2 separate regions of the Acanthopagrus latus genome follow, and region 1 is linked to region 2. The links are chromatin contacts, called in public Hi-C maps. All regions are on one chromosome and are shown on one strand. Each heading gives the region's core, a stretch centred on a gene start, on an enhancer-like site or on the middle of the called end of the contact. The rest is flanking DNA. Distances are from core to core; before and after follow the strand shown. Region 1 holds the start of p4ha3 (prolyl 4-hydroxylase subunit alpha-3). Region 2 holds the start of LOC119005623 (integrin-linked protein kinase).

Region 1 (3,125 bases), core at 590-3,089, 180 kb after region 2:
TGCTGCATGGCTTCCAGCTGCTGCTGTGCATGTTGGCCTTCACCAGCCCCATCACTGAGACTCTCATAGTGCTGCACTCCAACTGGAGACCAGAAGACATTTCCTATTTTAATTACTTCTGTTTCATTCTAATTCCACGCTTTCTCAGCCCGCTCATCTACGGCTTTAGAGACCAGAGTCTCAGGAGCTACATCGAGAAAACGTTTCTCTGCTGCTCGAACAAAGTAAAACCCTGTGTCAGAGGCAAACTGCAGAACAACTCGTCTGTTTTTTAAACTAGTCTTGAAAGAGCTATTTAAAGAAAAATACAATAAGAGTTATTAATGAGATGAATATTTAATAAACATGTTTTTCTTTCTTCCCAGCTGTAGGCAGTCATGTTCGTTATTAGATGTTATTGCAGAATGTGGGGAGACATTAAAGTGTAACACTGTCATAACAGTCCTTAAAAAACGGTAAATAAGTAGTTTATTAAACTTAAGTTAATATTCAACAAACTGTTCACTGATAATGAACAACAACACGCTTTATGAACCATTTACTAAGCAGCTGTTTGTTTGTAAAGTTGCAACTGATGTTTAAAAACCTTTACAGTTGTTTAAATAATTAACCAGGTATGAAAGTAATTAATTACAGCTGCTCAAAGTATTGTAATTAAGTCATTTGTTTGGTTACTTTTTAGGTAGTAGTTGTTTTTTAAATATGTAATTTTAAGTTGACATTTCACCATGTAATCTGCTTACTAGTTACTTTAAAAATGACAAGTAAAATTTGGATTAATATCTAAATCATTAATTTGCATTTTTTTTGTAGCCAATAAGGCATTCTGAACTTTAGGGTGTTTTGTTTTTAACTTATCAAATATGCATTTATGCTGCACTCTGCTGCGAAGCTGCTAAATTGACTTTTACCGTTTTTACCTATTTAAGTGAATAAGTAGTATGTGATTAGTATGTTTGTTTGATATAGCACCTTTCACAAAATTTAACAAGTAAAATCAATCAAACCATAGAAACAACAAAAACACATCACAAAAATACACATTTTGCAACACTAAATAGCAGCAATGACAAATGAAGATCTATCTATGAAAAACCTTTCTTCAAACTTAACTACTTATTACTCCATCCTTCTATTTTATCAAACTCATCAGGGTCATCATATTAACAGAAATTCTTGTTATCCACTGCTGAGAAGTTCTGAGAAAATGTGATGTCATAATAAATCATTGTTTCGTCTCTGCTGGTTCTCCATCATGCTTTAAAACTTTGGTTGATTTGATCAGGAAAACAGGTTTTAAATTGAATTCTGTGTGATATTAAGGTCTTTAATGTACAATTCAAGACTCTCTTTTTATTTAGATAGCTATATCATGTTGAATATCATTAAAAAGAAGAAGGAAGAGCTCCTTCATCTTGTGCTGTTTAAACTCGAGCACTCCAGACTTATTCTTAGTCTCAAATTTTACTTGGTCAGCTGTGCAGAAACCCTGTAAAACATTTACCAACTTCATATATCATTCTAATCGAACTACAGACTTATGAAACGTGTCAATAAGAGAACAAGAATTAATGATTGATGACTCGATTAAACCTCAGGTGACCTCATGAAAGCAGCTGTGACACTTTTGTTTCGTGTGTGCGTTGGCACAGTTTTTTGCTTCATAGATCTGCAGCTGTTAAACATAAACCAGGCAGTTACCGTGATTCTGTGCCAGCAGCATCAATAGTGATTACACAACTGAGTGAGTCAGTTTAAGGCACCCTACATAAAGTTCGGCCATTCAAAAAGTATGTTAGCTGATTGAGCAGGATTTCTGATTAACTGTGGCTGGGATGGCAGGCAAGATCATGTTTTTGGCCCTCTGTGATGCTCACTGATTCATTTATATTACAAACACATAGAAGCATCAGATCACAAAAGGTAATGTTTGTTTAAAACACCTCTTGTTGATTTATATACTGGTATTTTAAAGCACAAATCAGTGTGCTCACTGCTCCTGGGTGCAAAACCGCTGCATGAAAGTGTATTCAATCACAGTGCCATAAGTTCAATGACCAAATTGCAAGAAGCTGCAATCTTTTTATTAAAGATTAAATGTAGGACAAAACCAGTTTATAATTGAGCACTTTGATTTGCTGACCTGCAAGTCATGTTGTAACAAACATGTTTTCTTACAACATGACCTGCAGGTCAACATGACCTGCATGAGTTAAATAAGGGAACTTGGGATCCATTTTTTATCTTAAACTGGGAATATCTTAAACTTGCTTTAATGTAACATTATGATGCAAAGGTTGATCACAGGACGTGATGTCTGTAGAGTAATGACACCATCAGTGCTCAGACTGACCTGCAGGTCATGTTGTAAGGAAACATGTTGTAAACAAACATGTTTTCTCACAACATGACCTGCAAAACATGTTTGCTTGGGACAGAACCCTCAATTTGCCACATCATCATGTTTTTAATAGTTTTTTTCAGTGAAAATTAAAATTTCCATACAAATAAGATCGCTAATCAAAAATTGTATCACATGGGCAACAAATAATAATATGATTTTTTTGACCATATCATGAAATCCCAAGAAGAAGCAAGCTACCCTGAATGTTTATTTGTAGATCACACCATTTATTTATTTTATCATTAAGTCAATTATAAAACGAGCATCCGTTTTGTGTGAAAATATCAGAATGGTAACCTTTAAATTCTCTTTTATACTGTTTAGTTTTTATCATGCATCTCTCCACCTCAACACCTCCCACTGTGTTTGAATCAGGGCGGCCCAAAGTGTGGCCCGTGGACCCAGGTTGGCCCGACATAAGGACGCTGGCTCGCCAAATTAAAATTAATTTATAGAATGTAATCATCTAATGTAATTTGCAAAAGAATGTAAATGCCCTTTAAATATTAAGGATCCCTAATTATTAATTATGTTCCATTATCAGTCACAATGGGCAGAGTAAAACTTAGAACATGCATGAGTTAAATAAAGGAAATTGGGATCCATTTTTTATCTTAAACTGGGAATATCTTAAACTTGCTTTAATGTAACATTATGATGCAAATGTTGATCACAGGACGTGATGTCTGTAGAGTAATGACACCATCATTGCTCAGACTGG
Region 2 (3,096 bases), core at 142-2,641:
TTTTCACTGATTTCTAACATTTTATAGACCAAAACACCAATCAATTAATCAAGAACTTAATCTATAGATTAATCGACAGTGAAAATAATCTTTTGTCTAAGTTCTATCAATACTAAATTTCTGTACTTCTTTATTTTTTCCTTCAGTGATTAAATGAAATATATCAGCAATTTCAGTCACCTATCAGTGAAATAAGAAAAAGAAAACCACACATTATGCACTAACATCCTCTCAGTTCTGATGATTTACAGCTTTTCTCTGTCATATATGACATGTTTAACTGATAGTAAATTTGGGTCATTGATCAGACAAAACAAGCCATTTGAAGATGTCAGCAGGTTCTTAGATATCAAATCCGACATTTTACACATAAAAAACAAAAACAAAAACACAATCAGTAGATTAATGTGATAATGACATTCATTGTTATGTGAGCCCTAATTTGATAATCAAGATGTAAGACACAATTTCATTAAAAACAGTTGATTCAGGAACACAATGTTCATATGAGTATATGACTCGTTGGCTGAATAAAAAGCAGAATGCAAGTCTTTATTGATAGCAACATGTTATGACTGGGTTAACAAATGTAGCATGACACCTAGCAAAGACCTGGGATTAAAATCTTGACTTTACATTAAGGTAACTATTATCATGCATGAAAGAAAACACTGCAAACTCACTGTCTAAATAAACCAAGCACTCATAATGAGAAAGATTAGGCAGATGATGACTGAAACTGCAGCTTAAGTTTAAATACATCCGGACCTGTAGGTTGACTCTGTAATTCAGCAGGATTTGCTCATGTAGTTAACATAAACACTGCAACAATCCGGTGTGACAGTTGTGACTTCACCGTTAACTGTTCACAGCCTCCACAGCAGTCTGACTAGCTGCGCTGCTATCCGGCTAACACATGAGAACAGTTAGCTCGTTTAAGTTAGCTAGCAGGTGATCCCTTCCACTTCTCTCTGGCTGTGCTATCGCGTTCTTCCATTTACACCAAATTAACTCGAAGTGGCTCAATTAGCTTCACACATTAGCTAGCATCCTCTGGTTGACCAAATGACACACAGGCAGGTTTGGCTAACAAGCTAACCAACTTGCCCCCCAACCCCAACCCCCCTTGACGTCGCGGACTGCCTCCGTTTCTCTCATTTGACGCTGACTTCACTGAGATGGACGCTGGTAAAACACAATGTCGAGGTTTGACAATAAATACGCCGATGAACCTACCAGGTGTGTCGGCCTGCTGTGGCGTGATGCAGTTTAGAGAGAGCAGAAGTTATTAGCAACGTTGTGTTGTGTCCTGGGGTTTGAGTGCTGTGGGTCGTCCACACCCTCACCGCCCGCCGTACGTACGTGGTGGTAACGTGTAGTGGAGGGAGAGAAGCGCCCCGCCCCCTACAGGCCGTGGAGAGAACTGCAGGAAGTCAGATATTCACAGCCTCAGGTCACAGTTTTTTTTATATTACAGTTATTTGCATGTCGTCACACATCTCTTATAGCATTATGATAATACGTCCTGTTATATTATATGCCATCTCTCACTGGACCATCCCACAGAGTCTCTTAGCAGCTTTGGCTCGAGTATGCAACTAGGGATATTTTTTCTATCTTGTCATTTCTGTACAGCTCTCCCGACTTTATTTATCAATCATCCCACACATCCCACATGTCTGTGTTTGTTTATATTGTTTGTACTGTGTATATATAATAGTCAACGTTTGCTTATTGTTTATTGTCTTCAGGGCATGCACCTCACCCACCAAGACAAATTCCTCGTTGGTGTAAAATCTTTCTTGGCAATAAATCTGTTTCTGATTCTGATCTAGTCCTACAAAACAGATCTATCTATAATGCTTGTTAGTTTGTATTTTAAAGTTTGTTAAAACATTAAAACTGTATCCCCAGTGGTGAAGTATTTTTAGCCTTTACAGATACTTTGTTACAAGTAAAAGTCCTACATTGACAAAGTATGTGAGTATAATCATGAAAATGTAGTAAAAATTTCAAAAGTAAAACTTGTGCAGAAACAATGCCCCAGTGAATGTCATACTGTTTTGTCATTAGATTATTATTACACTTGCACAGGTGCATAAACAGTTTTGTTGATGCTGATTGAGTTAAAGCTTATTATTTGAGCTATTCTGTGTAGGAATACAGTTATTAGTTATTTACATTAAGGATTCATCTGCTGATTCTTTTCTTTTTTTCAAATATTCGATATCTTTTATATTTTTAGCAATGTTTTTATTTGTTCAATTAAATAAAGTATGAAATTCAAAGACAGTAAAAGTTGATTAAAAATTTTTAAATCAACATAATTGCTAAAAACTTCCTGTCCCATAATCCTCTGGTGTGCTGTCGTCATCCACGTGCGCCTGTAATTCTGTTTTGCTTCCTTCGCGCACATGAGCAGAACCAACGTGGCTTTTGCTCTTGACAAGACATTTCTGCAGATGTTAACAGTCGCTATCTGTTCGTTAAAGAAAACATTATTGAACAAACAATAAAACACGCAGTCGGTGAAGTGAAGCAGTTTGTTTCGGCGCCTCGGAGACGAACAGGTGAGTGAGTTAGCAGAGTTAGCTTGGTGAAGGAGTAGAGAAGTGACAGTAGCAGGGTGGTCCTCTGGATCTCCAGCAGTGGTTTACAGGTGTGTGTTTGTTTCTTACAGTCAGCATGTTTAATGAGGATGAAGACTGGAGTGACGAAGAAGACGCTCAGGCTCTGAGCAAAGCTGTCCTGAAGAATACTCAGAAGAATAACAGCAGCGCTAATGTCAAGGTGAGAAATACCTTCAGTTTAGTTACCTGCTGCAAGAGAGGCACAGACACTGTTTCCATACCGTCCTTTAATGGTGTGTACTACATGGCTTTATTCAGTTGTGGAAAGTAATTTAGTATGTTTACTCAGTCACTGTGCAAACGTGCAATTTCGAGGTACTTGCTTGTACTTTAGTATTTCCATGCTATATACCTTTACCTCTCCACATTTACAATTCAGCATTTCTTTCAATGGCTTCCACATCATGTGACCCAGTGACTCTGAACCAAAGCCGAATCGTATCACTACCCAGGCCAGATAGGATAC

The links. Hi-C and Micro-C count contacts between places; a contact is called where the count stands out from the background.
Region 1: a Hi-C map of liver shows a contact between it and region 2, with 2.3 times the contacts expected there. The contact joins the promoter of p4ha3 here to the promoter of LOC119005623 in region 2. A contact is called at or near these places in 2 of 4 Hi-C or Micro-C datasets (liver and muscle).

The regions. Positions count from the first base shown.
Region 1 is chr2:8,420,920-8,424,044 of fAcaLat1.1, forward strand. It overlaps p4ha3 (prolyl 4-hydroxylase subunit alpha-3), which reads left to right and starts at 1,840. Exons shown (of 14, transcript XM_037074912.1): 1 at 1,840-1,923. The coding sequence starts at 1,870. It overlaps or129-1 (odorant receptor 129-1), which reads left to right. Exons shown (of 2, transcript XM_037078094.1): 2 at 1-275. The coding sequence ends at 275.
Region 2 is chr2:8,243,130-8,246,225 of fAcaLat1.1, forward strand. It overlaps LOC119005623 (integrin-linked protein kinase), which reads right to left and starts at 1,392. Exons shown (of 13, transcript XM_037073409.1): 1 at 1,237-1,392. It overlaps rrp8 (ribosomal RNA-processing protein 8), which reads left to right and starts at 2,370. Exons shown (of 8, transcript XM_037073400.1): 1 at 2,370-2,570; 2 at 2,681-2,790. The coding sequence starts at 2,686.